Linked DNA regions of Anas platyrhynchos: region 1 is linked to region 2. Evidence: chromatin contacts called from public Hi-C data. All regions are on one chromosome and are shown on one strand. Each heading gives the region's core, a stretch centred on a gene start, on an enhancer-like site or on the middle of the called end of the contact. The rest is flanking DNA. Distances are from core to core; before and after follow the strand shown. Region 1 holds the start of PPP1R9A (protein phosphatase 1 regulatory subunit 9A). Region 2 holds the start of ASB4 (ankyrin repeat and SOCS box containing 4).

Region 1 (7,452 bases), core at 38-2,537, 180 kb after region 2:
GCAACAGAAAGCAGGGTTCCCTGAACCGGCAGGCACTTGCGCTTCCCTAAATCTCAGCCCTGATTTCCCTTCACGGTTATTCGACAGATTTTACAAAAGAAGCGGAAAAAAAATAATAAAATAAAATAAAATAAAATGCCAATCTCACGCTACACCGACACGTGGAAACTTGTCAGCCCAAAACTTTTGCACGCGGAGACATTTGCGAGCCGGGGGGGCATCGCTCCGCAGTGCCCGGCTCACAAAGAAGGACGGTGCCACGGGCAGGCAAGCAGAGGCAGCACGGAAACGCTCCTCCTGACAGCGAATTTTTCCAAAAAATTAAAAAAAAAAAAAAAAAAAGCCACGAACGCCCGAGTTACTCACGAATAACCATGGCAATGCGCGCATCGAGCGAGATGGAGAGATTCATGCAAGCGCGGCGGCTCCGCTTCCCCAGCTCTCTCCGGGAAATGGTAGCGGTGCCATCAAAGGCGAGGCTCTCCCCCCCAAAAAAAACGGGGCTGGCAGCTCGGGGAGCTGCACCCAAACTCCCCGCAGCAGCCGCAGAAAGGAGCCGGGGGTCGCGGCCGCCCCCGGAGCCCATCCCGGTGCCTGCGGGGCTCCGTCCCCGTCCCCGTCCCCCCCCCCCGCCGCCCATTTCCTCGCCCCCGCTGTGCCGCTGGCTGCGGGCAGCCAAGTTCAGCCCCGGAGCCCCCCGCACAGCCGCAGCGCTCCCCTCCCGCACCGCCAGCACCTTGCGGCGGGGCCCCGGGGAACAAAAGCCCGGTGCTGGGGGGCTCTCCCCGCTGCCTTACCCGGCCGCCCGCTCCTCCTCCTCCTCCTCCACCTCCTCGGCGGCTCTGCGGAGAGCTGACGGCAGCCGCCAGCCGCCCCAACGCCATTGCAGGCGGCCGGGGCCGCCGAGCGGGGGGGGAGGAAGAGGAGGAGGAGGAGGAAGGAGGAGGAGGAGGAGAAGCCGCCGCGCCCCGCCGCAGCCGCCCCCTTCCCTCCCTGCCTCCCTTCGCCTGGCACGGCTCGGCCCGGCCGCTGACAGGTGCCTCACCTCCGGGGCTAGGGAGAAAGAGCGAGGCAGCAGGCGGCCGGCAGCCCTGCCGGGTGGGCACCGCCGCCCTCAGCTCCCCCCGCCCCCGGCCAGGCTCGGAGCCGGGGTGCGCAGGGCGAGGAGGGGAAGGCTGCGGGGCGGGAGGGGCGGCTGTGGAGCCGGCCGCCTTCCCTCGCCGCTGCGCCCAGCCAGCCACTGAACCCTGCCGACACGCAGGGGAAATGCGGCCGCAGCGCTCAGCAGCTGCTGGAGGGGACAGGAGGGGACAAGGGGGACGTGTGGGGGACCGGGCAACTCACAGCTGGCGGCCCCATAACCTGCTGGCCCCCCACCACCCACAGGGAGCCTCTAGGTGATGGGTAAAACCGGCAGGTAATCGCCTAGCGACTCCCAGGGAAAGTTCATTAAGCTAATTGCAGGGAAACGGCCTGGAAAAGTAGTTGCGTAAACATCCGGAAAAAAAAATAATAAAAAAAAATATATATTTTTTTTAAAAAGGCCTGGAGATGTGCGAATTGTGCAAAATAATTATTAGGCAGACGGAATGATGGAGGTGCCAGGGACTGCAAATGAAGACATCGGGTGTACAGCCCTGCAGACTTAATTCATTAGCTTAATGAGACTGAAGCATGGCGGCTACACCCTTAAGTGCTCACAGGTGTCGGTCTCTGGTTAATCTAATTGGCACCAAGGGTGTGCAGCTCAAAATGTTCCCCTCCATATCCAGCACGCTGAAATTGACAGGAAAGCTGCAAACCTTTTAATCGTGGGCTGTGGCTTGGCTTCCCTTGGGATGCAAGGAGAGGGGCAGGGCAAGAAGCCAGGGGGTGTCCACTGCCCTGGGGGCTGCTGAGCATCGCCATGGCATGGCAGAAGGGTGAGGGAACGCTGGTTTCACGGCTTCTTGTGGTGAGGAGACCTGTGGTGGTTGCCTGCACCAGCACGAGAACTATTTCAACTCACCAGGATACCCCCTGTTAAATGCCAAAGCATCAGAGAGTACCGCAGATCTGAGGATCCTGGCAGGGCCCTTCTGTTGGTGTGATTTTGTAGCAAAAAGCCTGTAAGAATACCAAGAGAGCTGCTTGACTCTTGAAGAGACAGAGAACTTCAAGTCTCCTTGAAGAGGAATAGGGACACAGAGCAGAAATTTGAACATTTTGTTTCCTTTGTGATTTTATACTGAATATGCAGAGTGCTTGAAGATCTTAGCATGTACAAGATGTGTATCTGGAAGAGTTTTATAATTTACATTCACAAGCAAAAAAAGTGACACAAGCAAACACTAAATGAGATGAAATAATTGAAGCAATTTTAAAAAGACTAATTAGCACCTAATTATGTAAAGATATCCACGACCATAAATGTTGTTTAAATTATTTTTACAGTAGAAATTTGGCAAACAAAATGGACATTTCTCCCCTCCTAATAAATATTTTTAACAATGTACCCAAGAAAACATTCATATTATTTCATGGCAGAATAGTGCAAACTCTATGCTATGTCCTGGTGGAAAGCAGGGAAACTTGCTGATGCTCGCAGCAGGAGCATAAAATAGATACCAAGCTTTCCATGATGAGAAAGATTAAATATTACATTTTGGTTCTTCTTAAATGTGTTGTAAATAGGCAGCGTAGCAGTTCAAGCAGACACTACCCAGCTTTCACACAGAATCCAATGCAAAATTATTTTAAGTAATGTTATGTTCCACCAATGCCACCTCATGATCACAACCACCAAGACTTGTAGAAACTACTGGCATTTTTGGCTGCTCAGTCAGAGACCATTTGGACCTTATTTAGGGGCTCCGACTTTGGCCAGGGACATCTAAGCTATTCACACACATGAATCACTTACAAAATGTTTTTCAATCCCATCCTTATTTACCTAGTGTCTATGTTAAAGAGCATTAATGTAGTCTCAAGGATAATGAACTGTATTTTGTTTTGATTAGAACATCACTTTCCAAGAGAGACTCTTCATATGTGAGCGTGGCCTTGCACCTAACTATAAAAATCACAGTTGTGTGTCCTTTTACATTTTCAGTATTTCTGTGACAATCCGTTTAACTAGAAGGTATTTTTAGATTCTGCTAAAGCATGACTGACATTTCTGTTAATTCCTGAGGAACACTAAAATGCTGCACAGCATACTTTGGGGAAGATAAGAGACCAAGGTCCTCCTTTTATGTTAGTATAAATTCAGACTAACTTCACTGAAGTTACAGAATTACTTGGCTTGCCAACCAGTGCAAATTTAAAACCTGTTCGGTTCAGTATCTACCTATGCTAGAAAATGGCTAGAGTCATTTTACTTGCGCCAGAGTAACAACTCCATTCAAACGATCATGAATTTGCGGATATGACAGGAAGAGAGACCCCAGCTGTTTAACCTGACAGCATCACTTTAAATTGCACTCGGTATCTTTTCAAACCAGTTTTTACACAGTCCTCCAAGACTGAAAATAATTGATCTCCAGTTTATTTTAGATGTGTGAATTATATTTACTTACAAACATGACTATTTGGATGTCATTGATGGGTTTTGAGTCACTTTGGTGCTTCTAAGCTACTCAGGTTTTGAGATAACAATTTATTCACGCAGCAGAGTGGCAATCCAAGTTTTTCTACGTGGCTCAGGCAAAAGAAGAAAGTCATTCCATCATCCATCTCCTGTCAATGTCTTTCAAGTCCTGAAAGATAATATCTGTATTCACGGGAGTAAATGGAAACTATTTCCCTCCTCTGATCTTTGGCTAAGAAAGCCCCTATCTGCTGTCCCACCAGGCCACTGCACAGGAGGATTGACTTCCTTATACATATCACAGCATAAGCAGAATTGAATTCTATTTTTAACACTCAGACATGATTTTTTATTATATAATCTACTTTAAAGAAAAAGAACAATATATATTTATATATATAAAAACATATACAATATATATATACATTTTGGAAGATAAGGTAAGTTCAAGTTAGGGTAGACCCTATAAGAGTAGCACCAGACTAAATTGAACAACAAACAGCTGCAGTAAGGATTTGATAAGCTTTAATTTCAAATATTTACAATGTGTTACTGCACTAGGTGTAATTCTTCTCCATAGGAAGGCATTAATAGTTAAAAATGGGAGCTCATTAATACCGCTAATTTGGCAAGAAGATTGTGCTGTTTTTACATAGAACATGTCAAGCTACTTGAAAGCTCAAGAATAGAGTCAAAAAAAATTAAAAAGAACTTTGTCCTGAATGAGCTGAAGAAAACCAGAGGTAATGATAACAAAACTGCATATTCTAGCAGTTTATCAGAAAGGCAAATATTAGCATTATGAGGGCCTAAACTCAGGCTAGTAATAGCCTTTTCTCAGTTGCAGTGAGGAGACCATCACATCCAGTCTCAAACATTCCACTTTTAAACCATTTAAGAAATGTAGAGTTATGGCTAGAAAACAAAATGGAATTTTCAGAAGGGAAAGATGTGAATTGCACTCTGTGTGCAACTAGTTATTGTTGAAATAGTGGATTTGTCAATATTAAAAGCTAGAAATCTTAGGAATGCTCAAAAGAGCTGTGTTTTGAGGTATGCAGCCTCCTAACACAGACTCTCAATGCTGAACTCTGAATTTTCAGCACAACACTGAAAATTATCAGTTACCAGCCTAGCTAGATTGATGCCAGCTAGTTGCAGAAAATACACGATCTCACGGCAAAAGAAAAGACTACATGTTCGGTCTGCTAGGAGCTTACTAAGAACCAAACCCTGGCAAAGCTTCATGTTAGGCTCTTTGGGTGGAGAAAATATTAGAAGACTTTCCAGAAAACAGATATTTGACAGAATGAGTAAGATACTTATTTTGGTATGGTGAATGGTACCTGTCACACACTTCGATTCATCAGACAAGAATCATATGTAGGTACATGGCATAGAGAACTCTGTCTCCGTACCAGCATCAGCAAGAAAGAGTCAGAGCTGGAAAAGTTAGTGCTCTAAGAGATCCAAACCAGGATGGCTGAAATCTCACATATTCTTTGTTTACATCAAAATCTCACAGACCTCACATATCTTTACAAATCTCACATATTCTTTGTTTACAACGTAGAAGTGTTCAAGGCCAGGCTGGATGGGGCTTTGGGCAGCCTGGTCTGGTGGGAGGTGTCCCTGCCCATGGCAGGGGGGTTGGGAGTAGGTGGTCTTTAAGGTCCCTTCCAACCCAAACCATTCGGTGATTCTCTGTGTCTGTGATTCTAAATAAGGTGGTTATATTTTCCATAAGTGTCCCAGTCGATTAATCAGAAGCAGAAATAATAGATTGTTGGGAGCCTCATAATAATTTCATGATTAATATTGTTTCTTAAGGTACACACTTTCTTATTATAATAAAATCATTTTTCTGTTGAAAAGAAAAATTTTCTTGACAGAATCTAGAATAAGGAAAATAATTGGGTTTGTCAGTCTGTGCAAAAGCATTATCTCAGAGTGTTTCTTGTGCGGTAAGTATCCCCTATTATTCTTAAAGAAAGAGCACTTAGTGAGCCAGAGGAAAATTGGGAGAACAGGGAGAAGTACACCGGATGCTCAGAGCTTACAAGTGTACTTGATACAATATAACACACAAGTAAATCTGATTACTGAGTTCAGTAATCATTACCTTGCCTAATCAGATAATGTTTTGTGCCATGAGGAAGAAAAGACGGCAATTTTAGCTTTCATTTTTTCCAAGTGACTGACCATTCAAATTTAGTTGTACTTTGGAGCCTTCTCTCATTCTGGAAACAGCAACAGATGACTTCTCAGAGAGGGAAACAGAGGCTGGAGTTCATAAAATGCAGCACAACAGTGCTGCCTCGCAGTGTGAAATCCCTTGGCAAGCAGGAAAAATATTTGTCTGGATTGCTCCACCCTGAAGCTGATGAATATGCCTGGATTGGGGCTCACATTGTAAATAACCCATCTCAAGCTGTCCAGGTAACATTGATCTGGCTGCATTCTAGATGTATCTGTTTCACCTTTTTCTTTTTAAAAACAGCAATTAAAAAAAAAAAAAAAAAAAAAAAGGCAAAACAAAAACCACACTGCTGTTTAGCTAAGAACAGTCATCTACTATTTCTAGACTGTACAACAAAACACAGCTTTCCCATACCTCAGTTACCTGCCACATACTTGGATTGCATTTCCCCCTGCCTTACAGGTACTGTCTTGCTAATACATCCTCAGTGGAAATACTCTCTCAAAGCTAGATTTGGTAATCAGTTTAATTTAGTGCACAAGAGCATTCAGTACTTAATTACTATGTTCTATACGGCTATACAAAAGCAAGTCAGCTTAAAAATAGTCAGTTATTTTGGAAAAGCTGTGCTCTTTGCCAAAGCACAGAAGCCCTATCACTATGCTGCAACTGCTGTAAAGAAACTATAAAGAAATTCAAGTAACCAGTTAGAAGTGCCTACAAAGAATAGCTGTGAGCTAATAATAAAGCACTTGAGTAAAAGGAAAGAGAAATCATAAAAGGGTGACCAGTTCATCACACCATTAAAAAGAAAAATGAGAACACTGCCAACACGTCGAAACACAAAACGTAAGAATTAACAAATCAAAGTCTACAAATTTACAATGACATCTTTAATAAAGGGTAGGAACGCTCACATTAATCAGAACAGAATTACAGAGGAATAGGATGACATTGATATTTTATAAAACAGAACAAGCAATTGCATTAGTCTGAAGAGAAAAGCTTTTGAGGACCTAGGCCTTTGCCCAAGACAAAAACAGACAGGAACAGCTCCTATCACATAGCCAGCTTGGAACAAGCAAAACCACCAAGCCACCAGGAAAACAGATAAAGGAAAGATCACAGCTCTACATGCCGAATAGCAGGTCTAATATGAAACTCTCAGGTGTCTAATATATATATATAAATCTTAGATGATGACTTTCGAGGTGAGTGAAGAGCAGCTCTTTGGCTCTCCCTATCGGATCAAAGGGGCAACGCCTCGCTTGTGGCAGATGTGTTTTAATGTATTGGTGTGAAACAACCTGGAGTGGAAAAAAAGTATGATTTCTTCCTTGCTCTTAAGAGTTACGTTCCATTAGTTGTGTAATTATAAGTGGAAAGGTGCATCACTAGACAAGGGAAACCTCTTATCATTTCCCTGTTGAGTCAGTGAGAACACAAAAGTAAGACCAGTGATAAAATGATTTTTCTTCTTTAAGAAAAAATCAGTTGAAATGCTGAGTAGGTGCAAGCTACCAGCAACACAGGATAGAAGGAGAATGAAAAATTTTATTACCTGGAATAGTTCTACTTTTTCTTCAAGAAAAGGGCTGCATTCTGGAAAGCTGGGTTAGTTAAATTGGTGTAATATAGATTTCTAGTAATCACAAAGCAGGTGCACAACTTCTCAGAGGGAAGT
Region 2 (7,684 bases), core at 69-2,568:
TTAAAAATCCCATAGTCTTAAACTACAACCAGAACACATTTTAGCCTGCTGAGGGCAGAAGAGCAGATATTTTAGGATACACTCATCGTTGTGTGGGTTAGCTCAGATGCTGTCCCCAAGGGAAGTAAGTCATGACTGCATCATCCTCACCCTTATGGAACCAAAAGAACAGCAGCTGTTCATTAAATAGGAGGTAAACACAGAAAAGGGGAAGGGGTGGGATGTTGTCCCTCCTTTATGCCACAGGGGAGGAAAAAAAAAAAGTGCGTTTGCTGTGCTGCTGAGACTGGAGGTGTTTATCTCCACGTATGCCTAACTTCTGGCGAAAGTTGGTCATTGCTGCTTTTCAGATACTCACGAGGAGTCTGTTAGCAAGTAGGTAATGAAGTCTGTTGATTTCAGCAGACAGCAAACTTGTTTCATTGTTTTGAACTGTAAGTTTCTGGAAACTCAGTATCTGGCTGACAGCTGGTTTGGATTTTCTACCTTCCAGAACAGCTGAAATGTCTTCTCTGTTTTTGTTTTTGTTTTTTAATTATTATTTTTAATTTTAATCCAAAATATTTTGATAAACCAGCAAATCCTCGCTTTCTGTGAGCTTGAAAAATACAGCTCCTCCTATCCAGTAACATTCAAGGTCCATAGGTTTTCTTTAGCTCTCCTAAGCCAAGAAGAATTCACTGTACTATATTGTAAACTGCAAATGGAAGAGACCGAATATTTTGTTTCTGAACTGTCTGTTTATGTGTTGGGGAACATGCAAGACATTTGTACACCACACTTAGCCTGCATGTGTCTATTCTGGGCTTTGCACTCTAATTCTCTGCAAGGAAATGGCAAAGGACCCCACTTTCTGGACTTCCCTAAAGCTACAGCAGCTGCCCTGGTGGCGTGGAGGCTGGTGCTGGTGTCTGGCCTGCCCTGCACCAAGCCCTGCAGCACAGCTGATAAGCTCCCCTGGGGTGACCGCAGCCGTATGAGCCTCCTGACATTGCTGCCCATGAGTCAACTTAGGCTGCAGCTTTAGGAGGGGCACGAGGCCACAGTTCCTGGAAAACTACCTGAACCCATCTACTTCCTGGCTTGTGAGTGCTGCCACGTTTACCTTGTTTATAGGATGCCAGGATCAGGTTTTCATCTTCCACTTCAAACACCGTGTCCACGTCTATTTTCTTTTGGTTCAAGAGCTCTTCCAGTGTCTCATAGTCATTGGACTTCAGGGCTTCGAGGAAAGCCTTTTTCACCAACTTTGCAGCTGCATTTCGAGTCATTTTCCTCTCCGTGTTCTCTCCTTCTTTGCATGTCTCCTCCAGATCCATTTCCAAATGTATTTATTTGTGCTGTGAAGAGGGGTACACTGAGGTCCCTATAGCGCAGTTACATGCTGAAGTTCCTGAAGACCAGAAGGTAATTTTATCACTTGGTCATGCTGATCTGCTTGTTCTATTTATATGAGGAGCATTTCAGGCATTGAAATACCACTCTTAGATATCACCACACTCTTTTTGTGAAAGCGAGGACAGACACACTAGCAATAAAACCAGAATAAGAGATATCTCTACAGGCTTTATACACATAAAGCTTCACTAACCACGTGGCCGCCCTCTGCTCCTGCTATTCACTCACATTAAAAGACACTACGTCCTTGGTGCTGTTTCTCAGCTGGAGAAATACTTATATTTCCTTTCATAGTTACCATTAGTGATTTATTGACTGAAGAGGGATGTGGTGCTCGCTCTGCAGAAGCCTTTTAGCTAATGCATTTCAGAAAGAAAAAAATAAAAATCCAAGGCACTCTTCCTGTGGGACAGCATTCATCCTGTTGGTGCCGCTTGCATTCCTCCAGCCACCAGGCAGGCCTCCACAAGACCCCCCCACCACGCAGGTCTCAGAGATGCCCTGATACATAAAGCCCCAAGGATGGCTGTGTTGATCCAGCCGTGTCTGCTGCTGTACAATGCCCTGAGCAGCAGGAGTTCCCCAGTTTACTCAGGGACCACAGGTGGCAGGTGGAAGTGCACCCAGGAAGGAGAAATGCAAGGATTAAAGGGCTGCAAAGCTGTATGGCCACATTATGGGACAGGGGAGCTCTCTATACACTCACACTCCCTCCTGTGTGACTGCCTCCCTCTTAATTTCATCCTCTCAATGGTGGATGTCTCTACTCCATCCTTTAGGAGAAGAATGCTTGTCTGGCACGAGCAGAGAGACAAGATGTGAACTTCACATCCTATGTCACATCCTTGTTACTCACATGGCTTTTTTAAACCACGATATTCCTGAGAAGTCATGGGTGTACAGAGCGCCGATATCTGGCTGTCCTCAACAATTCACCTCAGCTACACTTTCCAGTTTGAAATGGACTTTTGTCTGTCTTTCATAAATATTATCAGATGGCACAAAGACACTCAATTTAGCTGTATAAAGGACCATGCCAGTACATCTCCATCCTGCTCTGCCACCTCACCAAAGCTGAGGTGTACAGACAAGCATGTCGCTGTGACAGACTGCTGTGCATCTGCTGAGCCATCATGCTTGCTCTTGGTTGACAACCAAGGTGAAGTAATTTATGGTAGCTTGGCCCACAGTGAAAGAGAAGGCTGATCACAATTACCTCATAGTTGTCGTGGTCCAAGAGGGTGCACAGAGAGTGCACTTCAGAGGCACTACAACTTGCTCGCCTTCAGTACTTTGTGTGGCTCTGCTCTGATTCTCATAAAAATCTTCATTAACACTAATGAGCTTAACATAGAGAAAGGGAACAATTACAGATACCTCTTGCCTTTATATTTACTCTTTTCCTGTAAGCTGCATTTGGGTCTAACCTTGACAAACCTACTCCCATAAGTACACCGGTTGTTTCAGTACCCTGGTGCTTTCAGCACAATTATATACAAGAATAAGGAAATAATTTTATAAAAATAATAACAAAAGACGAGACTATTTTTTCACAGGGAGACAAAATAACTTCTATTTATTAGCTTAAAGTGTAGTAAAAACACATTTAAGAATATAAAAATAAGGTAAGCTATTGGTGGAGTAAAAGGAGCAATTTTTACTGTGTCAATATTTGTGCAATATATCTAACTTCCTACTGACTTCTCCATCACCATACCACAAGGTGGCAGTTTGATTTTGAAAGTCAAAACTGATGTCAACCAAGCCCCAAAGCTGCCAAATATTCTGAACATCTCACTGTGAAACAATGGCTCATTACTTGCTTAAAATAAATAACAGTACTGGTATTAATGGTATTTGTAGGATAGACTTGAGGCCACTGTTATGGGCACTGCAGACACACACATTATATCCTTTAAGAAATGTAGTTTTGGTATTTAGGATCAATTGTCCAAATTACACAGTTAACACAAAAGCAGGTTTTTAGAGGAAAGGCAGCTCCTGCCTCCATCTTCCAAGCCCTCCTTCTGCCCCACAGCTCACCCCTCCTCGTATGAACCACAGGCACACAAACACCTGCACCTCACCGGGGCTGCATCTGTCCCTTGTAAGTGACTGCAGCAGATCAGAAGAACCAGGTGTGAAGGGCTGCAGAAAGAAGAAAAAGGGCAAACAACACTTCTGGGGCACATGCTGCTTTCCACCTCAGGCAATGGGAGCATCATCACAGACTTCAGATGGGCTGTGAGGACCCTCTTGGTCAAACAAAGCAGGTTATCACAGGCTTGCTCCAAAGTCCACTGAAGTCAAGGGAAATATTTACACTGATTTCAGTGGTTCATGTTCTTTATTAGGCTGGGCACTGGGCAGCAGAACTGAGCCAGGGAGAGCTGCCTGAAGGCGAGTGCATGAAGGTAACATCGGGGTGATATTATGAGATGTGTGAGTGGTGGCAGAGGAGTTCATGTGAAAGCCAGAGATGTGATGGCTAATAAAAGACAAAGACAGCCTTAAGGAGAAAATGAGAAAAGATGTACTGGTAGGCTGTGTGAAGTGTGTCTCCTGGGGAGACTGAAGGAGCCAGGGCCCCCTCATTAGCACCTGCTGATGCAGAGCAATGATATATTGGCAGCTCTGCAACCCACACCTCCACAGCAGTGTTGGAACAGCTCTAGCACCACAGAGCTTTGGAGGTGAAGATCAACATCCTGAACTCTATGCTGGGGCAGGCAGAAAGCCAGCAAAAGGGAAAAATGCTCCAAAAGAAGGGTTGTGATACAGCTGGAGTAGTGGAAGAGACAATACAGGATATACAGGAATATAGAAACCCATCCTAGCTGAGATCCAAGGTGAGCACAGCTCCCCATCAGCCTCTGTACAGCACCGCTGTCCCAGTGGCGATGACAGTAGTGGGGACCTTGAAGCATTGTGTGCACCCCACAGCTCTGAACCTTGCAGCAGCGTGAGCACACTTGGCTGGTGAGGTTTCAACTCTGCCCTTTCCTTGCCTCAGCAGATCGCTGGCTAAAGCAGGTCACTTAGGCAGTAATACTGCAGCCTCCATGCGAAGCCGTCTGTGCTGCTCAGAAGCCTGGCATGTTAAGGAGGAAAATGTACTGACGTTCAGGTCTGTGTCCCTGAAGCAAGAAACAGATCATTGAGCTAATCCCACGCTTTCATCTCTTCTGAACAGTGCATGCTCTTAAAAATGCTGCTGCAGTAGTGATCGCAATCCGCTCGCTTTGCTGTGGCTCTTACAGCACCTGCAGTACCAGGCCAAATCCGCCACCCCACTGCCCATGCTGCTTACAAATCCCTTGTTTCTCCCTAGCTGCTCTCAGTTCCCAAACTGGATAAAGCATGATCCTTTTATCTATTTGTATCACACTTCTTTTGGCAATATTTGCACTGATTTTTTTCCTTGTTGTACAACCTTCTGCCTGTTTTAGCCATTGTTATATTTGATCTGATTTTATTCTTCCAGGGTGCTGGCTCTGAGTGTGAAGATTACAAAAATTTTTTCTCTGTTCCTTGTTTTATTTCTCAGTAGAATAAAAATAATACAAAAATCTCTTCAGCTGTGCCAGGTGCAAACTATTTTCTCCGGGTGCTCAGCTTGTAAATCATCTTTTGAGAAAAGCCCTCTCTGTAAAATCACCCCTGTGGCTGCTTAACCTGAAACCACCTAAATATCATCAGTTTGGAATCCTCCTCTTGTTCTTTGATGCATTGTTTCACTCTTGTTCTTGTTTGCTAGGGATGGGGGGAAAAAAAATTAAAAAAAAAATGACACAGATTCCTCAAAGGCATTCAGACATCAGATTTCTGAGTCCCTGGAAGTCAAAATCCCAGAAGTGAGGCACCTTCCAGAGGCTGGGCCTTCTAGTTTTGTCTTCAGTAAAGCAAGTATAATTTAGAAACATTTGTCAACAGAGATGCTTTGTCTTAGGGACATGTGTGTTACAAAACCAAAGGTTGACACCAGCAATTCTGAATTGTGCTCTCATGGAGCTTCATGACTGAAAACTTCGTGACAAAAGCTTAGCCTATTCTTCCATGGGTTTCTTTGTGGTTTTCATGAGTGCTATTTCCATCTTCAGCTCCAAGGATCTGCTTCGTTTCTGCAGATTGTTCCAGCTTCTACTATCAATGTATTTATTAGGATATCCAGAAGCTACAGGGGGTTAGGGTTGCCTTAGCTACTGATGTTAGGATCTTAGCTCTTGAATTAAGGGTGTTTCAAAACTAAGAAATAATCCCTCAAAAATGACCACAAACAATATAATTGTTTGTTGACCTGTATAAAGTATGAACCAGACCCAATTCCTTTGCGAAACAGTTAAAACAGATTCCACCTTTACCCACACACAATGCTTCTAGGCTCTCTTTGCTTCAAAGAGCAGGAATATTGTAAACAAGATACATCTATATAAAGACAAATTAAAATCTTATGATGAACAGCAATTTCAATGACTGGGAAAAAATCTTACCTAGCTATGTTTACTGGATTTTTTTTTCTTTTAGCTTTGTATTGTAGTATCTTACAATATTTAAACCAGCAGGATTTTGTAACCAAACTGACATGAATCTCTTACACTTCTTTCCTCCTGCTGAAATGAAGCAAGGACTATTGGATTTAAACGAAGCCTGTGGAAAGCATTTCTTTAAAGACAAGTGTTGCTTCACAACAGCGAGACAAAAATAATTCATTGCACACAGAAAGAGCCCCGCAGGTGGCTGTGTCTCTCCCACTCTCTTTCAGAGCTGACTGTGGCTTGGCCACGCTCCCTGGCAGGGCTGGCTCTTGCTGAACTCTGACAGTTGTTGGCTGAAGACGAGACATTCTCATCAGGCTGTTCCCAGCCACTTCTGCCTTGTCTGCTGAAGGGAAATCTGTGCAGAGCTGAGCTGTTGTGTGTGAGATGTTTCCTATATATGTTTTGCAAGTGTGGCAAGGCTCTAAAATGCCAGACTTTGGGGGTCAACATACTGATGCATGAAGGAGTATTAATACATTCAGCAGAAGCAGTATGGAATGACTATTCCTGCTCTCAAAGACTAAATTTGAACTGATGTTGAAATAAAGCATGTGGAATAATCTGCCAAAAGGGTGGAATGTGTGAAGAGGGAAGATGAGCTATCGCCAAATAAGCAGTGCATAACCACCAAGGCTAGATGCAGAAGAGATGTGGATAGGGACAGTGCAGGCCTGTGGTGGCTCAATAGTCATCATGCACTCGGGTGAAGGTGCCAAGGGTTTGGTGAATATTTTCAGTCTCCTGTGTTCTCTGTATTTCCCACTGTTCCCTGATAAATCAGTCTGATAAACAGCAGTTTGTTTGTTGCATTTCTAAGCAACAGAAGCTGTTAAGCTTGCTTCTTTCTAGTGTTAACACCTACCTTCCCTGAATGTGACAGACCAAATCATTAGTTGAGTAAGTAATAATACAGCTATGTTAGTCTAAGTAAGAACGTGCATATTAGATGGGGTTTTTATCAGTACGGCACTGGATAAATCTTACTTACACTGCAGGAATCCCAGCTCTTATTCACAGATATCAGAAATTTACATGAGTGATGCAAGGCTGGCGTGGCCTTGGTGGTATTGTAAGGGATGTAAAGCAAAGGGAATGAGAAGAGAATCCTTACTCTCCCACTGACCATCACAGTTGAGGCTCTATGAAAAAAAATTCTTATGTTGTATCGAAAGAATTAAATATGTTGATTCACCATTCTGAGTCCTTTAGCACAAAAGCAGAGAAAACAAAAGCAAATATTTCTCCTTTAAGTTTACAGTAGCCATGATTTACACCAGTTATTATAAGATTCCCTAAGGAAAGAAAATAACTAATGCTACCATTTATCTCCTGAGCTTCTGAATGACTGAACCATTAATATGCTAAAAACATCAACATCTTCTAGTTTATATTTTGATTCTCCACGTATGGGTGTCAGTAATGTTATATGGAATATCTATTGTAAAATTATATTCACTTTAATGAGGTCTAAATGCATTTACTAGACCTGTATAGAAAAATGTGCTTGCAGTATTAAAATAATTTTATTTTCATTTAAAATCTGTTACCATAGTGACCAACCACAATTTCCTCAGTAGCCTTGTCTAAGAATTGTTTGTAGGCTTTATTTTTGCTTTGTTTTATTTTCTCTCCTGCAATCTGTGGGCCAAGTACTCATTTAAGTAATTTTTATTCTTTTTATGACCTGTCCTTTTCCAACCATATTCTCAGTTAAGTCAGTAAGAGTTCAGACTGAGTTTAAAACAAAG

What was found. A called contact is a pair of places that touch in the nucleus more often than the background predicts.
Region 1: a Hi-C map of subcutaneous adipose tissue shows a contact between it and region 2, with 4 times the contacts expected there. The contact joins the promoter of PPP1R9A here to the promoter of ASB4 in region 2. A contact is called at or near these places in 4 of 8 Hi-C or Micro-C datasets (liver, skeletal muscle and subcutaneous adipose tissue).

Annotation. Positions count from the first base shown.
Region 1 is chr2:134,087,388-134,094,839 of IASCAAS_PekinDuck_T2T, forward strand. PPP1R9A (protein phosphatase 1 regulatory subunit 9A) reads right to left here and starts at 1,288. Exons shown (of 20, transcript XM_027450811.3): 1 at 1,046-1,288.
Region 2 is chr2:133,909,022-133,916,705 of IASCAAS_PekinDuck_T2T, forward strand. ASB4 (ankyrin repeat and SOCS box containing 4) reads right to left here and starts at 1,319. Exons shown (of 5, transcript XM_005010941.6): 1 at 1,106-1,319. The coding sequence starts at 1,319.